Regions from separate parts of the Sus scrofa genome. Here region 1 is linked to region 2. The links are chromatin contacts, called in public Hi-C maps. All regions are on one chromosome and are shown on one strand. Each heading gives the region's core, a stretch centred on a gene start, on an enhancer-like site or on the middle of the called end of the contact. The rest is flanking DNA. Distances are from core to core; before and after follow the strand shown. Region 1 has its middle 31 kb from the start of MCHR1. Region 2 holds the start of SLC25A17 (peroxisomal membrane protein PMP34).

The links. A called contact is a pair of places that touch in the nucleus more often than the background predicts.
Region 1: a contact with region 2 is called in a Hi-C map of skeletal muscle, with 2.8 times the contacts expected there. The contact joins the enhancer-like site here to the promoter of SLC25A17 in region 2. A contact is called at or near these places in 22 of 47 Hi-C or Micro-C datasets (blood, brain, differentiating spermatogonia and 11 more).

The regions. Positions count from the first base shown.
Region 1 is chr5:7,705,261-7,709,740 of Sscrofa11.1, forward strand. No RefSeq gene overlaps it. Among named protein-coding and RNA genes, the nearest start is that of MCHR1, 31 kb to the right of the region's middle. Within about 2 kb of position 1,796, at least 2 of the 83 cell types and tissues checked have an H3K27ac peak or open chromatin away from gene starts, as enhancers often do. A contact at or near this core is called in omental adipose tissue and skeletal muscle, where this site is marked.
Region 2 is chr5:7,619,648-7,624,287 of Sscrofa11.1, forward strand. It overlaps SLC25A17 (peroxisomal membrane protein PMP34), which reads left to right and starts at 2,991. Exons shown (of 9, transcript XM_003126004.4): 1 at 2,991-3,186. The coding sequence starts at 3,133.

The DNA.
Region 1 (4,480 bases), core at 546-3,045, 84 kb after region 2:
CCGACAACTGCTCTGGCACATCTGTCTCATGTAACTATTTTGAAACACTGAAGCCTGCTGAAGGCTTGCAACTTCTAGGCATGGCCCAGAAAGAGAACTTATATAAAAATTGTTTTCTTCCAATTAAAAAAAAATGTTTAAATACATGTAACATGAAATTTACCATTGTAGGAGCTCCTGTTATGGCTCAGCATGTGAAGCCCAACATAGTGTCCATGAGGATGCAGGTTCAATCACTGGCCTCGCTCAGTGGGTTAAGGATCCAGTGTTGCCGCAAGCTGTGGCATAGGTCGCATGTGCGACTCAGATCCAGCGTTGCTGTGGCTGTGGCATAGGCCTGCCGTTGCAGCTCTGATTCAACCCCTAGCCCACGAACTTCCATATGCTGCAGGTGTGGCCTTAAAAAGAAAAAAAATTACCGTTTTAAGTATACTGTTCAGTGATATTAAATACATTCATTATGTTGTGTAACCATCAGTACATTCATCTCCATAGCTTTTGTCTTCTTGTTAAACTGAAACTCTGTACTCACTAAATACCAACTTCCCGGAGTTCCCCCTTGTGGCGCAGCAGAAATGAATCCAACTAGTATCCATGAAGATGCAGGTTCGATCCCTGGCCTTGCTCAGTGGGTTAAGGATCCAGCGTTGCTGTGAGCTTGAGCTGTGGTGTAGGTCGCAGATGCAGCTCAGATCTAGCATTGTTGTGGCTGTGGTGTAGGCCGGCGGCTACAGCTCTGATGCGACCCCTAGCCTAGGAACCTCCATATGCTTCAAGTGCAGCCCTAAAAATAAATACATACATACCAACTTCCATTCCTCCCTCTCCCCAGCCCTTGGCAACCACCGTTCTATTTTCAGTCCCTGAATTTGACTTCTCTAGGGTCGCTCCTATGAGTGGAAACATACAGTATTATCTTTTTGTGATGGGCTTATTTCACTGAGCGTAATGTCCTCAGGTTTTATCCATGTCGTAGCATATGTTAGAATTTCCTTCCCTCATGCAAAGGAAAATATGCTTTCTGCTTTCTGCACTCCGCTTTATATAGTAATTTCTTTTATGAATTTAGGCATGAGTTTGATGTGTGAAACAGATGCCTCAGTTCCTAAGAACCTGACCAGTTTTGTATGCACTAGGAAAGGTCTGTTTCTTCATTTATTCATTTCTTGGACAGACACTGATTGAGCACCTCCACTGGACCAGAGCCTCTGCAGTGCTCAGAGTGCAAAGCAGAATAACACAGTCTCTGTCCTCGAGTAAAGAGCTACCTGTATTAAGTAAAGAGAAGAACTGAAAAACCTTTTTGGGTTTGTTTTTTTTGTTTTTTGTTTTTTGGGTTTTTTTTTTTTTTTTTTTTTTTTTTTGTCTTTTTGCTATTTCTTGGGCCGCTCCCTTGGCATATGGAGGTTCCCAGGCTAGGGGTCCAATCGGAGCTGTAGCCGCCAGCCTACGCCAGAGCCACAGCAACGCAGGATCCAAGCCGCGTCTTCGACCTTCACCACAGCTCACGGCAACGCCGGATCCTTAACCCACGGAGCAAGGGCAGGGACCGAACCTGCAACCTCATGGTTCCTAGTCAGATTCGTTAACCACTGTGCCACGAAGGGATCTCCTGGGTTTGTTTTTGAAAACCTTTAAAGCTCCTTTTATACTAACAGGTTGTGTGATTTTATAAACATCACAATTTTTTTGATGCTGGCAAACTCCACCACCCCCACCCCCGCCCCCGCCTGTCCCGAGACTGGATCCCGCCATCACCTCTCTCGCCCGCCCGGCGGCACCAGGATTCTTGGCTTGCCTCTGTAAGGGCAAATGAGGAGGTTGCTGAGGTCCAGCAGTTCCGAAGAGAAAACGTTTCACTGATTTTTACGATGGGGAACGCAAAAATTAGTATATCAAATATTGCTTTTCAGTTCTGTTTTCAGACTCCGTTTTGGAATGAGCATATCGATGGCCATTAACATGAAGTATTATTTATTCTTTGTGTTGTGGCTTTTATCTCAAACCCTTTCCTTAGGTCTCTGGAGAGCTATCTGGTGGCTGTAATTTACCCAGACGTTTTCTATTTCATTTTCAGCTGACACACACTGATCCATGGCATAGCTCCAAGGAGAGTGCCTGCGGCTTCGGCAGGACAGAAAGGAGATGGCCCTGGCCTGGCCACTAGCAGGAGAGAGGCTGTGGAATCAACAGACCTGAGTTTCGAGCCTGGTTCTGCTCCATTTATGAGTGAGTGACTTTAACCAAGTTTGCCCGTGTTCCTGACCCTCCATTTCAACGTCTGTAGAATGAAAGATGCCATACTCACCCGAAAAAGTGTAGGGGAGGACTGAGAACCCGTGGTGGGTTGTCTCCCCACAGTATCTGGGTGTTTTTTTTTCTCCTTTGGTTTGCAACAGTTTATAAGATGTTTGATCAAGGCTTAGGTTGTACTTTTTTATTATTTGAGTTTTTTTTATTTTTAATTTTTCATACAACTTTTAAAGGTTACACTCTATTTACAGTTACTACACGGGAGGGTCCCATCATGGCTAAGTGGAAACGAACCTGACTAGGATCCGTGAGGAGGTGGGTTCGATCCCTGGCCTCACGCAGTGGGTTAAGGATCTGGCATTGCCGTGAGCTGTGGTGTACGTTGCAAATGCGGCTCGAGTCCCACCTTGCTGTTGCTGTGGTGTAGGCCATCAGCTACAGCTCCAGTTAAACCCCTAGCTTGGGAACTTCCCTATCTGCAGGTGTGACCCTAGAGAAACAAAAAAAATAAATGAAGTTACTACAAAATATGGGCTCTATTCCCCATGTTATGTAGGACATCCTTGCTGTACTTTGACTTTAAGCTGGGGGCGCTCCTGCTCTCAGCCTTGTGTTCTAAAGGGGGAAACCCCAGGTCTACCTCTAGGCGTGGTTCCTGACTAGCTTAGGACCAGCATCCCCACCTCTAGCCACAGGGACAGGTCTACTGCTGGGCATGTACCTTCGTCAGGGCTGATGGGAGACAAAGAAACACGGGCTGGGAGTTTCTGGAAGGAAAAGCTTCTCTCATCCATGTGGACTTGAACAAGGTAATTTATAACCCAAGGAGCAGCTGACAGCCCTTCAAACCATAAGGGAAGAGCCTGCCTGGGGGTGGAGCCAGTCCCGAGTGCCTCACGTGGAGCCAGTGCTGCCCTGGACCTGTTGTCCACAAGAGCCAATAGATCTATTTTGTTATTTCAGCCAATTCCAGATGAGTTTTATGTTTCTTACATCATAGTCCTATTTGATTGTAGTGGGTTGAATGGTGGGCCCCCAAATGATACGTCAACATCTAAACCCCTGGAACCCGTGAATGTGACCTTATTTGGAAAAAGGGCCTTTGCAGAAGGAATTGAGTAAAAGATCTGGAGATGAGAGCATCCTGGATTATCCAAGTGGGCTCTAAATCCAATGGCAAGTATCCTTGTGAAAGACACAGACTGAAGGCCCTGTAAAGATGGGGACAGAGATAGGGGTGGTGCAGCTACAAGCCAACGCAGGTCTGGAGCCACCAGAAGCTAGAAGAGGCAGGGAAGGATTCTCCCCCTAGAGCCCGCAAAGAGAGCCAGGCCCTGCTGACACTTTGATTTTGGACTCTGGCCCCCAGAACTGTAGATGCATAAAAGTCTGTTATTTTAAACCACCAGGTCTACGGTTATTTGTTACAGCAGCCTGAGGAAGCAAACACACTGATCAGTGTGCATTTAGAAATATCAGTGTCTCCCCACAAGCAGAAGTCCAGGACCAGATGGCTTCACAGGCAAATTCTACCAAACATACAAAAAAGACTTTTCACTCATTCTTCTTAAACTCATCCAAAAGATTGAAGAAGAAGGAACACTCCCAAAGACATTCTATGAAGCCACCCTCACCCCGATACAAAACCAAAGACACTCCCAAAACGAAAATTACAGGCCAATATCTTTGATGAATATAGATGCAAAAAATTTCAACAAAATACTAGCATTTTGCTAGTATTCATTTTGGATCCAACAACACATTTTTTAAAAAAATCATATACCACAACCAAGTTAGATTCATCCCAGGGTCACAAGAATGGTTCAACATATGCAAATCAACCAATGTGAGCCCCCACATCAACAAAAGACAAAAACCACATGATCATCTCAATAGATATAGAAACAGCATTTGATAAAACGCAACATCCATTCATGATAAAAAAAAAAAAAACTTATGAAAGTGGGTATAGAGGGAACATATCTCAATGTAATAAAAGCTATTTAGGACAAAGCCACAGTCAAGATAATACTTAACCATGAAAAGTGAAAGCCTTCCCACTAAAATCTGGAACAAGACAAGGACACCCACTCTCACCACTTCTATTCAACATAGTATTGAAAGTCCTAGCCACAGCAATCAGACAAGAAAGAGAAATAAAGGTAGAAATATTAATGTCCTTTTCTTTATATAAAAAAATAAAAAAGAGGAGTTCCCATCCTGGCTC
Region 2 (4,640 bases), core at 1,741-4,240:
GGTTGTAGTGTAACTTGACCATAAATATGCCAGTGTAGAAACTATGTACATGAAATGTAAGGTTCTGGCTAAGTTACTTTTATTTTGTAGTGACAGTGTAGATGTGAACAAAATGACAGTAAATTTTTTGAAGTTCCTGCAGTGGCACAATGGCTTAAGAATCCGAATGCAGTGGCTTGGATAGCTGAGGAAGTGCAGGTTCAATCCCTAGCCCAGGTGCAGTGGGGTAAAGGATTCGGCGTTGCTGCCGCGTCAGATTCAGTCCTTGGCTTGGGAATTTCCATGTGCCCCAGGTGCAGCCATAAAATTAAAAAAAAAAATTTATAAGTACTGTTTTTGCAGTGTGGAACTTCATGCTGATGTGATTCAGGAAGGTCTCTGAGAAAAAAATAGTAAATAGGAATACTGAGATGTGAAAGTGAATTTTAAGAGCAAGCAAAAAAGTTACGATTTTTAGAAATTGAAAATAGCTCTGTAAGAAATGCAAATCAAAACTACCATGAGATATCACCTCACACCAGTCCGAATGGCCATCATTAATAAATCCACAAATAACAAGTGCTGGAGGGGCTGTGGAGAAAAGGGAACCCTCCTGCACTGTTGGTGGGAATGTAAACTGGTACAGCCACTATGGAGAACAGTTTGGAGATACCTTAGAAATCTATACATAGAACTTCCATATGACCCCGCAATCCCACTCTTGGGCATCTATCCGGACAAAACTCTACTTAAAAGAGACACATGCACCCGCATGTTCATTGCAGCACTATTCACAATAGCCAGGACATGGAAACAACCCAAATGTCCATCGACAGATGATTGGATTCGGAAGATGTGGTATATGTACACAATGGAATACTACTCAGCCATAAAAAAGAATGACATAATGCCATTTGCAGCAACATGGATGGAACCAGAGAATCTCATACTGAGTGAAGTGAGCCAGAAAGACAAAGACAAATACCATATGATTTCACTTATAACTGGAATCTAATATCCAGCACAAATGAACATCTCCTTAGAAAAGAAAATCATATAGACTTGGAGAAGAGACTTGTGGCTGCCTGATGGGAGGGGGAGGGAGTGGGAGGGATCGGGAGCTTGGGCTTATCAGACACAACTTAGAATAGATTTACAAGGAGATCCTGCTGAATAGCATTGAGAACTTTGTCTAGATACTCATGTTGCAACAGAAGAAAGGGTGGGGGAAAAATATAATTGTAATGTATACATGTAAGGATAACCTGACCCCCTTGCTGTACAGTGGGAAAATTAAAAAAAAAAAAAATAAAATAGCTCTGTAGAGGTAGTTCTGTTTAATAGATAATGTATGTACATAAGTGCTTGCACTGTTTATATGACTTGTAGAGTAGAAAGGTAATTCTGTCTTGATTGAGATATTTTTTGATAGCTGGGATGCAAAAGATTTCACACAGATGAACATGCTGTCTGCTCTAGGTCATACCCTACAAATAGAATTATGAGAAATTACACTGTGGGAGTTCCCACTGTGGCTCAGCTCAGTGTTTTTCAGTGTTAGAAACCCAACATAGCCTCCGAGAGGATCTGGGTTGGCTCCCTAGCCTCCCTCTGTGGGTTAAGGATCCATTGTTGCCACAAGCTGTGGAGTAGGTAGCAGAAGTGGCTCGGCTCCAGTGTTGAGGTGACTGTGGCCTAGGCCACAGCTGCAGCTCCTATTAGACCCCTGGCCTGGGAATGTCCACATACCACAGGTGCGATAGTAAAGAAAAAATATTAATCGTGTTCAATTACCATCATAAAGACAGTATATTTATAAATCTGCATGCTACATAATCCGGTTTGTTCTTGAGAGAGCTTTCAATTTAATTAGGAGTTCATGAGAACTGAGTTCTCAAATTTTCAGCAGACAAGCTTCTATGTTCTAGTGCCAGAATCCTATCTTCATTTGACTTTCACTGCGCCTTCCTGTCATGACTCTAGAGGGTGGTAGAAATGATTCCTACAACAGGACATCTAGCGGCAACTTAAATTAGTACATACAAATAAGCACTTCTAAATACGTGTCCCCAGCTCGTCTTTGACTTAGCTGTGGTCACCACCCTAAATGAAAGGGAGTTTAAAGGGAAAGGGATCCTAACCAGTGGTGGTTAAAATATTTTCTGCAAATTTTGTGAAAACACAAGCAGGTGAACATCTTTAGGGCCCTCTGCTGGGAGTAAATGTAAAGGGCAGAAAACATTGAGGCTGGCTGTAGTAAGTACTCGAGGATTATCAGCAAGGATTATAAAAGTAAACTAACCGGTCCTGAAGCTGGCAGAGACGCTGAACTATGGTGCCCAAGTGAAGAAGTAAGGTTGAAGTTCTAAAGCATGGTGTATTATGCTATGATGTCGGTGAGGGGTGGTAGCGTGTGGTTTTCTAGTTCTGTGTAGTTTGGTTTTTCACTTTTCAACACAAAAGAAGTTTTTTCTTCTGCATTTTATAAAGTATATCTACATAATTTGTAATCCTCACAGCAGGTAGAGTCGATTTTAATTATCATTTCACAAAGGAAACCAAAAGGTTAAATGATCTTCCTAGCTGCTAACTAGTTTGTTCCCATCTCTTTATGATTATCTGATTCCCTGAAGCTCAAGTTCTCTTCCTACCAGGAGGTAGACCTGCCCAAGCAATACTTACTTCCGCTTGACCAAAATGTGACTAAAAACACTAGTGAGAAGAAAACAGGAAAATGAATCCCCCATCTTTCTTGTCTCCAGCTTGTCTTACGGACAGAAGTGGAGAAAAAGGAGGCTGCGTAGGTTTTCTGTCGCCCCCTGTGTTGGAGTTGACGTGAAGCACGACTGGCCAAGCCCTGGGAACTCCAGGGAACCACAGGGGTGGTGGGGCCAGCACGCACTGCCCCGCCCGGCGCAAGCCTCGGGGGCCAATCAGAACCAAGGGGCGTCCTCAGGCCCGCCTTCCCTTCCCTCCAGCCTCTGGCCGGGAGACTGGGCGCCCTGTGACCCGGAAGGAGTTGTTTTGGAGGAGGCGGGCTTGAGAGGGTGGAGTTTCTGACGCTACCTCTCGGGGCTCCAGTGCTTCTTTCCTCTCTCGACTGGCTGTGGCTCCTGCTGGAGAACTGTGACCAGGTCTGCGGGAACCGCACCTATGGCTTCCGTGCTGTCCTACGAAAACCTGGTCCACGCCGTGGCAGGAGCCGTGGTGAGGCGGGGTCTTCACGTCCGGGCCATTGCGGGTGTGGGGCTTCTCTGGGGCCGGACCGGGATGTGACTGGGGGATGGGGATGAGAAGGAGTTCGTGTGGAGTCTCTTGGCCTGACTGGGGCGAAGAGGAATGGGGCTTAGGTGAAGTGTTGCTAGAAGCATTTGGGGTGAAGGCCGACACTTACCCTCCGCCTCTGGCTACCGCTCTGGCCAGTTAGAGAATATCTGGGATGTAGGCAGCGGTGGTCCCACACACCCTCGGGGAGAAAGTAATTGCAGTTTTCTTTGACTTCGGAAATATAAAGGGCAGTCATTCCCCCTCTCCCTCCCCCACTCCACACACAGACTTTGTCTCACTGGGCCAGAGGCGAGCCTTGGTGTAAAGCTGTGTTGCTTAATCACATGCTTAATTACACATCTTGCTGCAGGCAAGTGGTAGAACCTAGTCGGGGTACCTCTTGTTCTTGGCAGAAGAAAAATACCTCTTTTTGTTTTGTTTTGTTTTAATTAAATCAAGATCAAAGTTCCCCTCTACCCAGGTGTGGTTTACTCTGAGGAATATGCTTGGTTCTTGGGCTTCTGTATGTCTCGCTTCCATTTGACACCACTCCCTTTTCCTAGGAACTTTACACTCTGGGTTTGGGTAATTTCCCCTCCTGGTTCTTATCCTGTTTCTCTGACTGCCTTTCCTTACATCCCTCTCTAGCTGTCGACGTGCACCTGGACTCATTGGGACTTCAGAAGAACATTACTGAGTCCTCTCCTAGTCCCCCCAAACTGCACTGTGAGCTCAGGATTCTGTGCATAATAATGGGAATTGAACCGCAACTCCATCATGTGTTGGATAGGTGGTCTTTAAATGTCACTTTCCGAATCTGTAAAGGGGGGGTATTGACACCTACTTCACAGAGTTGTTAACGTGATTTAGGTGACACAGTAGTTCATGGAAGTGTCTGATTTGGAAGTCTTGGTTCATTCAATTAGACTAGAAGAGCTTTCCAGCCAGTGTAAAGTCTTGCTCTGCAGTGGAGGCTTGCTTGACCTGCTCTAGGATGGGCGTGGAGACCTCTGTGTCTGGAATGGAGACAACAAAGATGCAAGTGGGTTTCAGGGGACCAAGTGGTGTGAGACTTTTCACTCTGAGTGTGAAATACAGACAGCTAGCCAACTGTTGCGTTTTTGAGCATGCAGCAGCTTGCTGGTTTACATCATTCTGGCTGCTCTGTTGAAAGTAGACTGTCAGGGAGCAAGGGTGAAAACAGAGACGCTGTCAGGGAACCAGGATGGTAGCAGTGGAGGTGGTGAGAAATGATCGTTAAACCTGTAATAGGTTGCTGAGATTGAACCACCAGGGTTTGATAGTAGGTTGGATTTGGGGTGTAACAGAATGAAAGTTAGAGTTTTGGCTTCAGCAGCTGGACGGACGATATTCCCATTTACTGAGATGGTGAA